Linked DNA regions of Mus musculus: region 2 is linked to region 1. A link is a contact called in public HiChIP or PLAC-seq data. All regions are on one chromosome and are shown on one strand. The core of a region is the stretch at or near the end of the contact, and the rest is flanking DNA. Distances in the headings are between cores, read along the strand shown.

What was found. HiChIP or PLAC-seq counts read pairs in DNA pulled down with a chosen protein or histone mark.
Region 2: an H3K4me3 HiChIP or PLAC-seq map of embryonic stem cells shows a contact between it and region 1, with 10 times the contacts expected there. The contact joins two enhancer-like sites. A contact is called at or near these places in 1 of 484 Hi-C or Micro-C datasets (LSK cells), 4 of 115 datasets of contacts at active chromatin or transcription factors (embryonic stem cells and stem cell-derived neural progenitor cells) and 2 of 9 other capture datasets (embryonic tail and embryonic trunk).

Annotation. Positions count from the first base shown.
Region 1 is chr4:145,552,572-145,558,215 of GRCm38.p6, forward strand. No RefSeq gene overlaps it. Among named protein-coding and RNA genes, the nearest start is that of Gm13212, 30 kb to the right of the region's middle. Within about 2 kb of position 4,285, at least 11 of the 459 cell types and tissues checked have an H3K27ac peak or open chromatin away from gene starts, as enhancers often do. A contact at or near this core is called in embryonic stem cells, where this site is marked.
Region 2 is chr4:146,472,591-146,478,341 of GRCm38.p6, forward strand. It overlaps the pseudogene Vmn2r-ps16 and the pseudogene Gm13241. Among named protein-coding and RNA genes, the nearest start is that of Zfp992, 26 kb to the left of the region's middle. Within about 2 kb of position 2,756, at least 13 of the 459 cell types and tissues checked have an H3K27ac peak or open chromatin away from gene starts, as enhancers often do. A contact at or near this core is called in embryonic stem cells, where this site is marked.

The sequences.
Region 1 (5,644 bases), core at 3,035-5,534:
AGGGGCTTAAATAATTTTTCACTCTCTCTCAGGATCTTTCAATCCCCACTCTTTCTAGTAAATAGTTCTAATCTTAGAACTAGACACAGTTTTCTAACACACATGGAAAAGCAGAAGCATAATACAAGGGCCTTTCCACTGAATCTCAAGGTTTTCTGTGCGGTGGTGTCTAATGTAGAGCGAATCTCTATCTTGGAAGCAGTGTGGGGCTTTCAGGTCTTCTTTCAGAGCAGCATTTACAATTAGCTTCTAGCAGGACTTCTCAAGCCACACTAGACTTCTAACTACAGGTGCTGGGCTCCAAAGACCAATTGATACTGTCTGTTTTTTCTCTTTCACCAAATTATCGCCAGATAGTCAGAAAGTACTGCTTTTTCAAACCCGTTCTCTCATGTGTAAATCATCTCTAGCACACACAAGCACCTATGAGAATTACCTTCGCTTCTCTAGATTTTCACATAGCTCTAAACACATATAAAAAAACACACAAAACAGCCGGCCATGGTGGCGCCCGCCTTTAATCCCAGCACTTGGGAGGCAGAGGCAGGCGGATTTCTGAGTTCGAGGCCAGCCTGGTCTACAAAGTGAATTCCAGGACATCCAGGGCTATATAGAGAAACCCTGGCTCGAAAAACAAAAAAACAAAACACACACAAAAAAGACCACAAAACAAAAACCAACAGATCTAGACACACGTGACCCTTTTGTGTCCTCCACAAGCAGGCCAGCTTCAACAACAGAACTCGGTCCCTCTGATCGATCTCCGGAAACTACCAGACAGCCCTGGCTCTCCCAACTTCCCAGGGCATCCCCCAGGGTGGCAGCCTGTAGGTCCTCTTAGTAAGTCTGCGGACCACAGTCCTCCGGTCCTTAAGGCCTGAGAGGACAGCTGCAAACAGAAAGCACGCGTTTCAGAAAACATCATCATCTACAAACCCAAAGACATCTTTGTCCACTTCCACTGGGACAACCAAAACCAGAGAAATGACCCAGAGGTCTCTGAATCAGATGGGTGGTTCACGACAAGAGGGTAACAATTTCACTACCGACCAACAGATGGGACGAAGGTCCCTACATATGGGACAAAGGTCCCTACAGATGGGCCCTACAGGTGGGACAAAGGTTCCTACAGATGGGACAAAGGTGCCATGAAGTCATCTCTGCTACTGGGTGACTCCTGGGGAGAGGTGAACAATGTCTAGACAGCCCACAGAGAGTACCACCACAGACCAAAGACACCCTCCCACCAAGGTATGACTCAGTGGATCAGGGAGTGTGTGGGGTTACTTGGCAGAGCAGTGACTCAAAAGCTGCTTCAGCATAGAAAACCCCACCCCAGGGCAAGTGAGGATTCCTAAAGGCTACATGCCTGGAGCTTTCTTCTGGACTTGCAGGGGGCTCAGCACAGCATGAAGGCTAATTCTGATTGTCTAGTTGGTTGGATCTGAAATTAACTATGAGACAAACCTCTGTGTGGGTCTATAGAGGTGTTTCTAGGGTGGGTGAAGATTCCCAGAGGAGACAGAAGTTAAAGGAAAATACACTGCTATTTGTTTGCCTACCTTCATTCCTTGCTGGTAAGTGTGCCTGTCTCATTTCTTTGAGAAGCCCAGTTTCTTCAGCCTTTCAATATGGGCTGAAGCCCAGAGACTCTCCAGGAATGCCCAAGGCCTTCAACACCATATTGGAACTGCTAAGTCATCCAGCTCATGGATAGAGGAACCACTGGGTCCATATCATGGAAGTCAATGCAACCAGTCTTCCTTATGATATGTATTCTGTCTCAGATCCTCTCCTAAAGGACCCTGACTAACACATGTGTTACTGTGTGAACTCCTGGAGGGTGGGTGTTCCTGTCTCTGTCTCCCATGTAGGGAGCTGGTATGACTGGCTGGAACCTCCATCTGTGAACTTCTCTGATGCTCCCTTCTGGAGCAACAAATGCCACTATCCTTGAATCAGACAAGGCAGTATGACATGACAGAGTAGGCAGCTGCCCTTTAAGATGCAATTTCAGCTACTGCAGAAGGAACACAACTCCACTTCCCACAGCTCCCATACCTACACCTCCCACACCAAAACCTCCCACAACTTCCACTCCTATATCTCTCATGTCTTTACCACCCACACCTTTACCTCCCACACCTTGGTGACCTCCTACAGTCACTTTGGTTACAGAGCAAGAGGTCAGGTTCCATTTGCAAATCTGACCTGCTTGCTCTTCACCTTAGTGTCCCCAGACTGGAAATGCTGGTGACAGCTACTCTAACTCACTCTCTGTAATATGAGAAGGTGGTACTCAGGGTCCCTGCTCCTTGCCTACAACCTCCTCCTCCTCCTCCCCTCCTCTTCCTCCTTTACTTCCTTCTCCTCTCCTACCTCTTCCTCCCTATGTTTCTCCATCCTCCTTTTAACCCAAAAGAGGTGGATGACTTACAAAGGGCAAATGAGTCAGAGATAGGGAAGCAGAAAAAGAGAATGATTTTACTAAGTTATTATTCAGAGGTGCTTTCTGAGACAGAGAATAAGAGCAACCCTATCATTCACACAGCAGATACCTGGGCAGGAGATCTGTGGTGTCAGCCAACAGCCATTGCATGAGCAAGTAGGCCAGGAGCCTCAGGCTACCAGCTAGCCACCACAGAGGAGACTGCTGTGTACACACAAAAAAGGGACATTTAGCCCAATGGTCATAGAGGACACTGAGGTGGGATGGAAGCATGACCTCATCTGAGAGGATGGAGCCCTAACACTCTGTTATCCAGCTGTGACTCTGCAAGGCGAGTGCATCCTTGATGGGTGGATATAAATTGAGAGAGCATGTGAGATTTTTTTTCTGCTTATATTTTTATTTCATACTTTAAACTTTACTTTATCCTAATTTTGATGTATAGGTTTTCACTGAATATTAAGTTGTGATTTTAATCTCCTTGAGGACAAGTTGTTCTTCATGTACATACAAATTCTCTGCAGAGTCCTGTAAATATATAAACAGATCTTCTCCCAGAAAAACATCAGTCATTTTTATTATCCTGTTAATAGGTCTTTATTTTATTAGGGGCTAGAAAAGTTTAAAAAATTGACTTATTTATTGTTATATAAAGTATTATAAGGAGATCAATAATTATAATTTTACTTTTTTAAAAAGATTTATTTATTTATTATATGTAAGTACACTGTAGCTGTCTTCAGACACTCCAGAAGAGGGCATCAGATCTTGTTACAGATGGTTGTGAGCCACTATGTGGTTGCTGGGATTTGAACTCCAGACCTTCGGAAGAGCAGTCGGGTGCTCTTACCCACTGAGCCATCTCACCAGCCCTACTTTGTAATTTAGATGTCTATATCTTTTAAGGTTTGATGAGCTCATTCTACAATAGCCTGTCCCTGTGAATTATAGGAGATGTCAGTGGAATATGAGAAACTAAGAGTCAAACACCAATTTTAATACGCCTTTTAAGTTTAATATGCCTTTTAAGTATTTTCTGATTTTGAGGCCTTGGCATTATAAACTAATAAAACAAATACTGTATCATATCTTTGAAGGTTTCCCCAGGTTAGGCAAAGGTATAAATAACAATGAGAATTCAGCATATATACATACAGGAATAAAAGCAAACTTTCCCAAAGACAGGACATGTGTAACATTTGTCTGTTTTAAATCCCAGGGATATAGGCTCATCAGGGGTTAAATACCCAAGCTGAGCTAACAGATTTGCAGGAATGCAGGAGCAGTTTTCTGAGTGCAGTGGTGATTTGTAATGTAAGATCTTGCTATGTTATCTTCATAGGAAAAGCAACAAGCTTTTGTTAAGAAATTAAACTAAGCCAGGCATGGTGGCGCACGCCTTTAATCCCAGCACTAGGGAGGCAGAGGCAGGTGGATTTCTGAGTTTGAGGCCAGCCTCGTCTACAGAGTGAGTTCCAGGACAGCCAGGGCTATACAGAGAAACCCTGTCTTGAAACCCCCCCCCCCAAAAAAAAGAAATTAAACTAATCCTTACCTTCATATATCTGATCAGGAAGCACAGAATGACCTTGCACATGTCCAGTAGAGAAAAGATAATTTCTAATCTGAAGTAAGACTTGTAATTCTGAAAGTTGGGGTTCTGAAAATTGTAAAATATCTGTTCCACAGGTTTTAAAAGGGGGCTTGTCCTTCATATTTAAAAGACAATGTATCTCAGATGCCTAGTGTTCAGGAAGTTGTATTGGGAGAGTATTTGAGGTACCTCCTTAAGCTGCAGCTGCTGTGCCTTACTCCCAGAACATTCAGCAGCTTTCACCTTCAAGGTCAGTGGAGCTGTTGGGATGGGAAATGGGCAGGAGCAGAGCAGGGGTGTGGAGCAGGGGTGCAGTTTCTCCTGCCACACTCACAATTCTGTTGTGGGTATCTTACCATTTTTAGGAAGTTTGAGATTCTATGAACCTGGGGGTTTTGGTGATGCTTGAATTAATTGTATACTTGCCAGAATATTTTTCTAAATAACCTCTTCGATCCTTGGCAGCCTCTGTAGTTTGTACACAGGAGTTCTCTTTGATAAAGCCTCAATAAAGCTCCTTGAACTCAAATTCTCCCATGTTTCTTAACTCCCCTGTTTCTCTGTTTGCTACTTCATTTCCCTTTTAACAGGGGACTGAATAGACATTCCAAAAGAGCTTTGTAGATATTAGTTATATGAGGGACCATTGCAGATTTCACCGAATTAGAAAATGTAGGTTATAAAGCACCATCAAATGGCTGTAAATATTAACATTTACTGAGTAAAGTTACAATCTCCATTAATTTTACACTGAGGTATATGCAGGTTTTGATGTAAATACAGCATTCAAAATGTGTCTTCATAGGATTAAGTATTAATGTTACACCTTAGGTTTGAATGAAAAACAAAGACAAGATTGCTGCAAAGTATGGCTGAAGAGAAGATATATTGTTGGTTCTGTTAAACCAGAGAATCGCCAGAGAAAAATGAATTCCACCATGTGGGTAAGCTTTATTAGATATTACATCCTGACTAAGAGATGGACTTGGGTCACATGCTACAGGGGGTTGTATAGGCTATGAGGATTTATCATTTTCCTAAGACTTGCAACCTGCAGCATTCCAAGAAGTTACCTGTTTCTTGGGCTGGTGGTGCTTAGAGGTTATAATATATGCCAGAGGACCAGGCACAAACCTATACAGGCCCTGTGTTTATTGCTTTTTTCTCTGTAAATTCACATGAACCTGGTTCATTTGATTCAGATAGCCTTTTCTCCTTGGGTCCTCTAACACATCTGGCTATTTCATTCTTTCTCACATGCAGTTGCCTGACCTATTTTGGGGTAGGTTTGATTTAAAGGTCTGTGACAAGGACTCTTGTCTTTACTTAACATCTGTGGGTAGGTTTCTGCATCTCTTCCTGTCTGATGCAGGAGGAAGCTTCTTGGATGGTGACAGAATAAGACACTGGTCTTGAGTATAACAGAATATCATTGGGGATCACATCGTTGATATTTTTCCTTGAGTGGTAGTGTTTGTTTTTCCCCTGGGTGTTTATTTTATCTACTGTGTGGTTCCTAGCTACTCATGCAGAATTGGTTATGAGTTTCAGCTTACAGAGTAGGATTTACGTCAAAAGAGACATTGGTTAGCTTTTCTTAC
Region 2 (5,751 bases), core at 1,506-4,005, 920 kb after region 1:
TCTACACAAAGATGAATATATCCAGATAAGTCTGTCTTTGCTTTGTATGGCCTGATGTCTACAGGGAGCTGCATTAGTGTTCTCATAAGGTAGACGCTTATAATCATCCTAATTACAATATATAGGTGAGTTAAAAATCATGAGCTTGCGATCAAACTGCACTCAGTGAAACACTGTCAATTTTAATCATAATTTTTAAGTTTCTTTTGCAATATTAGAATATATCCTTAACTTTTGGAAAGCAAAACTCAATTTTAAACAATCTATTCTCTTTAAAATCAATACCAAAAATCATCACCTTCACATTATGAAGTTTGTCTACCTGTTCTTATATATGAATGCATGACAGTGCAGCTTTTCATACGTCATTGAAGAGACATTGCTTTAATTTCTATCCTTTATAAATCTACTTTCTAGAATAATAATTAAACAAAATATTATCCCAATTTAGAAGTATCTTTAAAAACCTGTTTTCCTGGGTTGGCTCATGCCATGTGTTGTTTAGAATGACTCCAACCTTGAGTTACCAATTTTAAGCTAACTTTCTGTTATAAGCAAAAATCTGTTGACCCCTTTAAGAATTGCTTGTGTAGATAATCAGCCTCTAGCAGGGCTTTTCCACCTCTACTTGACTCCCAACTGCAGTGCAGTGTAACTTATCAGTTTTTGCTATGCAAATTGAGACTGCCTTTGAAACAAGTTAAACTAAATCAAAGGATGGACATCCAGCAGATAAAGTTTTAAACATTTATATTTTTCAACATGAAACACAGAACAACACTCATTCAAACAACAAAACAAAAACAAACATAAATTGACAGACATATGGACAATTTGGTGCACCAAGAACAGACAATAGACAGGGATTAGAACTTGATGTCTCAAAGGGACCCAGATATCCTAACCAGAACTAAGAATATCTCCATAGGAGACAGAGAGGAAGCAAGGCGTCTCCCGATTTCCTCCTGTCCCTAGGAGAGCTCTAAAATAGCTTATTTCCATTTTTCTTCTCTTTTGCTAAAAGGTCCCGAACAGGGGATAACTGCTTTTCTGAAACCTAGTCTCTCTATCTTTTTCTCTCTCATGTTCAAAGTCTAATTCTTTATCTCCTTCTTCTGGGAATTCTGCCAGCAAAGGGTGAGGAGTCACAGTGGTAGCTTCTGATAGTTGCTGCCCAGTGCCCTGCTTTTCTAACTCTCCTAATTACTCCTCAAACTTGTCAAATTCTTTCATATATATATGAATACACACACACACACACATATCATTCCTACTTCTGGGAATTAAGAACAACGTAAATGTAAGAATTTTTCTAACACCTGTTATTATGTTTTTGTAGTTTTGTGTTTTACTCTTTATTTATTTTATTTTATTTTAAACCCTATTCCTCCCACCTAGAGCAGCTCTTGGCTGTGAACAAATTTTCTTAACCCATGTTCCTCGTGTCTTGAGGGATTCCTTGAGATCCTGTTAAAAACAATTCATGTCTACTTAATGTGTGTCCCATATTCTAGCCACTCTTCCTACCTTTCTCGGGTTTACTGTCGATGGAGTCCCCCATGCCCATTTCTCATCTCCTGTATCTACTCTCAGGCATTCCTTTACTAAGGACCACAAAGTAAAAGCTTCAATGGGCACCTTTTCAGGACCATGAGCAGCCTAAAAGCTTCTAATTCGCTCACCAATTTTATTCCATGTTTCCACATTAATAGTACCATCCCTAGGATGGTAGGCCTGGTCAGAGTCCCTCATTAACTTGTACCATGAAGCTTGGCCACAGGACAGCAGTAGATCCTCTATTTGGGGGATTCAAGAGATCAAATGACTCAGACAGCTGGGGCATTACTAGCTCTGCACTGCCACCCCAGGGACAGACAGAGCCCTAGTATGGGAAATATTTATTTTAGGAGAATTTATTTGTCTCCAAGAGAACTTACTGTTCCTCTTACAAAGAACAGGGTATTTTGTGTACATAATTTGTTACACACTCGTTGCCCACTGCTGCAATCTCTACCTAAGTTGATAAGTCCTGCAGAGTAACTTCAGTCAATGTCAAATGGTAACAACAACTAAATCAAACAGTAGCCATGAATTTGAAAGCACTGTGTATTTAATGCAAGGTAAATGAAAAAGAAATGAAATAACATCTGATTGGCTCTCCCGGAAGACCCGCCCCCTTCTCATCCCGCCGCCCGCCCCCCTCGGCACGCCCACAGCGGAGGACGGAACTGAGCGCACAGGCGCGGTGCTGCCTCTCTCAGCTGGTTTCCCGCCCTCCTTCCTTCCCTCCCAGTCCTCTCGCCCCTCCTCAGGCCCGAGCATCTTCCTCCTTCTGGCGCCATCCTTAGCTGAGCTTTCGCCAGGGAACGTCTTCCTAGTCCCTCAGGCAGCGGTGCGGGCGCGACCCTGCTCCACGCTCGCGGTTCCCGGGGAGGAGCATACCACCAGAGCACGGGGGGAGCCGCCCTGCCAACCGCGCCTCGGCGACCCCGTGGGGCTGAGTCGACGTCACACCAGAGCACGGGGGAGCCGGCCGCCCTGCCTCCCGCGCCTCGGCGACCCCGTGGGGCTGAGGCGACGTCACACCAGAGCACGGGGGGAGCCGGCGGTCCTGCCGCCTGCGCCTCGACGACCCCGCGGGGCTGAGGCGACGCCACACCCCGCAGCCTGAGCGCACAGCGGCCTTGACCCAGAACTCGGAGCCGCGAGCGCCGCCCCCACCCATCCGGACCACGGTCAAGGCCGAGACCGAGGAGCGGAGCCTGGACAACTTCTTCGCCAAGAGGGACAAGAAAAAGAAGGAACGGAGCAGTCGGGCGGCCAACGTTGCGAGCGGCACTGACGGGAGCAGCGCGGCGGCGGGCTCCAGGCCGGGCGATGGCCGGAGCTCGGTCTCAGGTGCCAGGTCGGGCGACTTAGGGAGCTCGGGCTCTGGTGCTAGGTCCAGAGACAGCGGGAGCGCGGGCCCGGCCGACAAGGCCATAACGAAGGATGAAAATGAGTGGAAAGAATTTGAGCACATAGAGGTTGATTACAGTGGATTAAGAGTTCAGGCAATGCAAATAAGTGAAAAGCAAGATGATGATAATGAGAAGAGAGAAGATCCAGGAGATAATTGGGAAGAAGGTAGAGGTGGCAGTGGAGCAGAAAAATCTCCAGGTCCCTGGAATAAAACCGTTCTGGTACAAGCGCCTCCTGCTCCAGTAACAGTTACAGAAACCCCGGGGCCAGCAATGCCCAGTGGTGTATTTAGGCCTCCTGAGGCAAGGCTAACCACAACAAGGAAAACACCACAAGGACCACCGGAAATATACAGTGACACACAGTTCCCATCCCTGCAGTCCACTGACAAGCATGTAGAGAGCCGGAAGGATAAAGAAATGGAGAAGAGCTTTGAAGTAGTAAGACACAAAAATAGAGATAGGGAGGAGGTTTCAAAAAACCAGGCCCTTAAACTTCAGCTAGACAACCAGTATGCTGTGCTTGAGAATCAGAAGTACAGCCACACACAGTATAGGTAAGGAATGGTCTTTGCTAAGCCTACGAAGGTAATTAGACCACAGCTAACCACCAAGAACAGCCATTCATCGTTTTGATTTATGGATCTACAGTGACTGACTGAAGACCTCAAAGTCCAGTGACTGTCCCTGTTGCATTATGGAAGTTCAAGAGTCACAACTGATCTTGATGTGTGTTGGATTTAGGGGTGTTTCATTGTCTTAAGTATTTGTGAATTAGATTCAACAGTGTTTCCATATTTGCTCTGTGTATAAAACCAAACCTGCAGCAAGTGGCCATTCAAACATCTTTACGTTCAGATACTGAGCCTTCGCAAGGTTGACTACCTCAGATTTGCTGCCCTTAGTTATAGATTTCATTTGGATCACATCTTCAACATAAGGTTACAGCTACTAGTGCCTGTGTGAACCTTGAAATCAACTCTACTGGATTCCTGTCAGAAAGCCTTCAGAAGTCAGACATCTGGGTTCTGATCTGCTGTAAATGATGAAGAGGTAAGTGACCTTAATTAACCTGTTCTGTGCCTCATCCTAAGGCAAACTCTGTAGGCTTTGCCTATGTTAGACTCCCTGGAACAAGCCACTGTCAGAAATGATGTGTTTGGATCATCTGTGTGGGGCTTATGATTTATAATTTAAGTTTTTAGTTGTATGAGATAACTGTGGATTTAATTCAACCAAACTTGGGTCCACCAAATGGGGAGTGGGTGGGGGGTAGACTTATTTCTTTGAATAATTTTTCATTCAGATAGTGTTGTTCGATTCCACATTAAGGCCTTGCTTTGACTTGGAGTAAGTTCTTTAAGGGCATATTGTGTGGAGAAATAGTCTGAAAGAAGCATTGGAATTGTAAAGTGCCCTAAGGATTTGCCAATCCTTAGGTGAAACCAGATAGCCTTTGATACATATAAAGGACAATGGATCTGCTGCACTCCAGGTGCTGCTCAAGCCTCCTAATCAGGTCTAATTGAATTGCTGTGGACGAGGTGTGGTGTCTCATCACTGCTGTGGACAGAGTATGGGGTCTGCTCAGGAGGAGAGGGTTTCTCTAACCTAGCTTTTAACAGTTCAAAGCAACAGGAGCAAAACACCCAAGTTGCGCAAGAATCTGGCATGGTGTCTGATAAATCCTTGTGTGTGCCCCAAATGTGAAGGTTATAGGCTATTCTGTAGATCCATTCATTGTTTAGCCAGCTCTTGACATTCACCTTTGGAATATGTTTGGTAATAACTTGGAGACGCAGGGGAATAGCCAGTAATGTAGCATTTCTGTTGTTAATAATTTCAATTTAACTATCTAGTAGTACTTGGCTCTCAGAAGAGGTTACTGCTAAATTTCTTTCTACTTAATGAAATAGCCTGTCAGTTACCTACTTTGTCACTACAGATGGTTCAGTACACATACTCTATGTTGGCATATGACTATGTGATATGATAGTAGTGCCCGGGTTTCTCTCTGTAAACGAATCCCTTTGTCAAACACAGTTCAGACTTGCTCACTACTGACAGGAGTGTAACAAGAAATGGATGTTTTCCCAGCTTGAAGCATGTTTAGTGGATTTAGGGCAGCAGTGTGGGAAGCAGGAGGTGGAGGCCAGTGTCTCCTACCAGACTGTATGCCACTTCTGGGCAATAATGCTGGCATGACCTGAACCAGCTAGGAGGAGGTGGGGTGATTAGAGACTTGAGATTCTTAGTTAAACTGAAAACTTCATTTGGGCACCAGAAACCTTAACAAATAATCTCACACCTTGCTTGAGCCACAAACTTCTATTAAAATATGCTTTACCCCAGCGTGACACACAAACACACTTTCTGTTTGGGGTTATGGTTTAAGATGTGAACAGAAACAAGATAAGGTTTGTTTAATGCCATACTGTACTGGAACGCTGAAGATCTGCAGGAGATGTAAATTCCAAGTCGTGTTATTTTTTAACATTGTGAAATTATCAAAATGCACATGAATCAAGTTTTAATAACACTGTCTGGGTGGATGAGGCTGTCCATTGCACCATTTCTTTCTTTGGGTTCTCAGGCATGGTTCCTACAGTTTAAGAACTCTGTAACATTTAACAATGAATAAATAGTAAACCTATGGGGAAAAAAAAAGAAATGAAATAAAAAGGAAAGGACATGGCTTCTAAGTATGGTGAAGTAGAATGTTTCTTATCAAAAGAAAGAGAATATCCAGACACAGGAACAGTTTACAATGGACAGAACCATGAGCCTCATG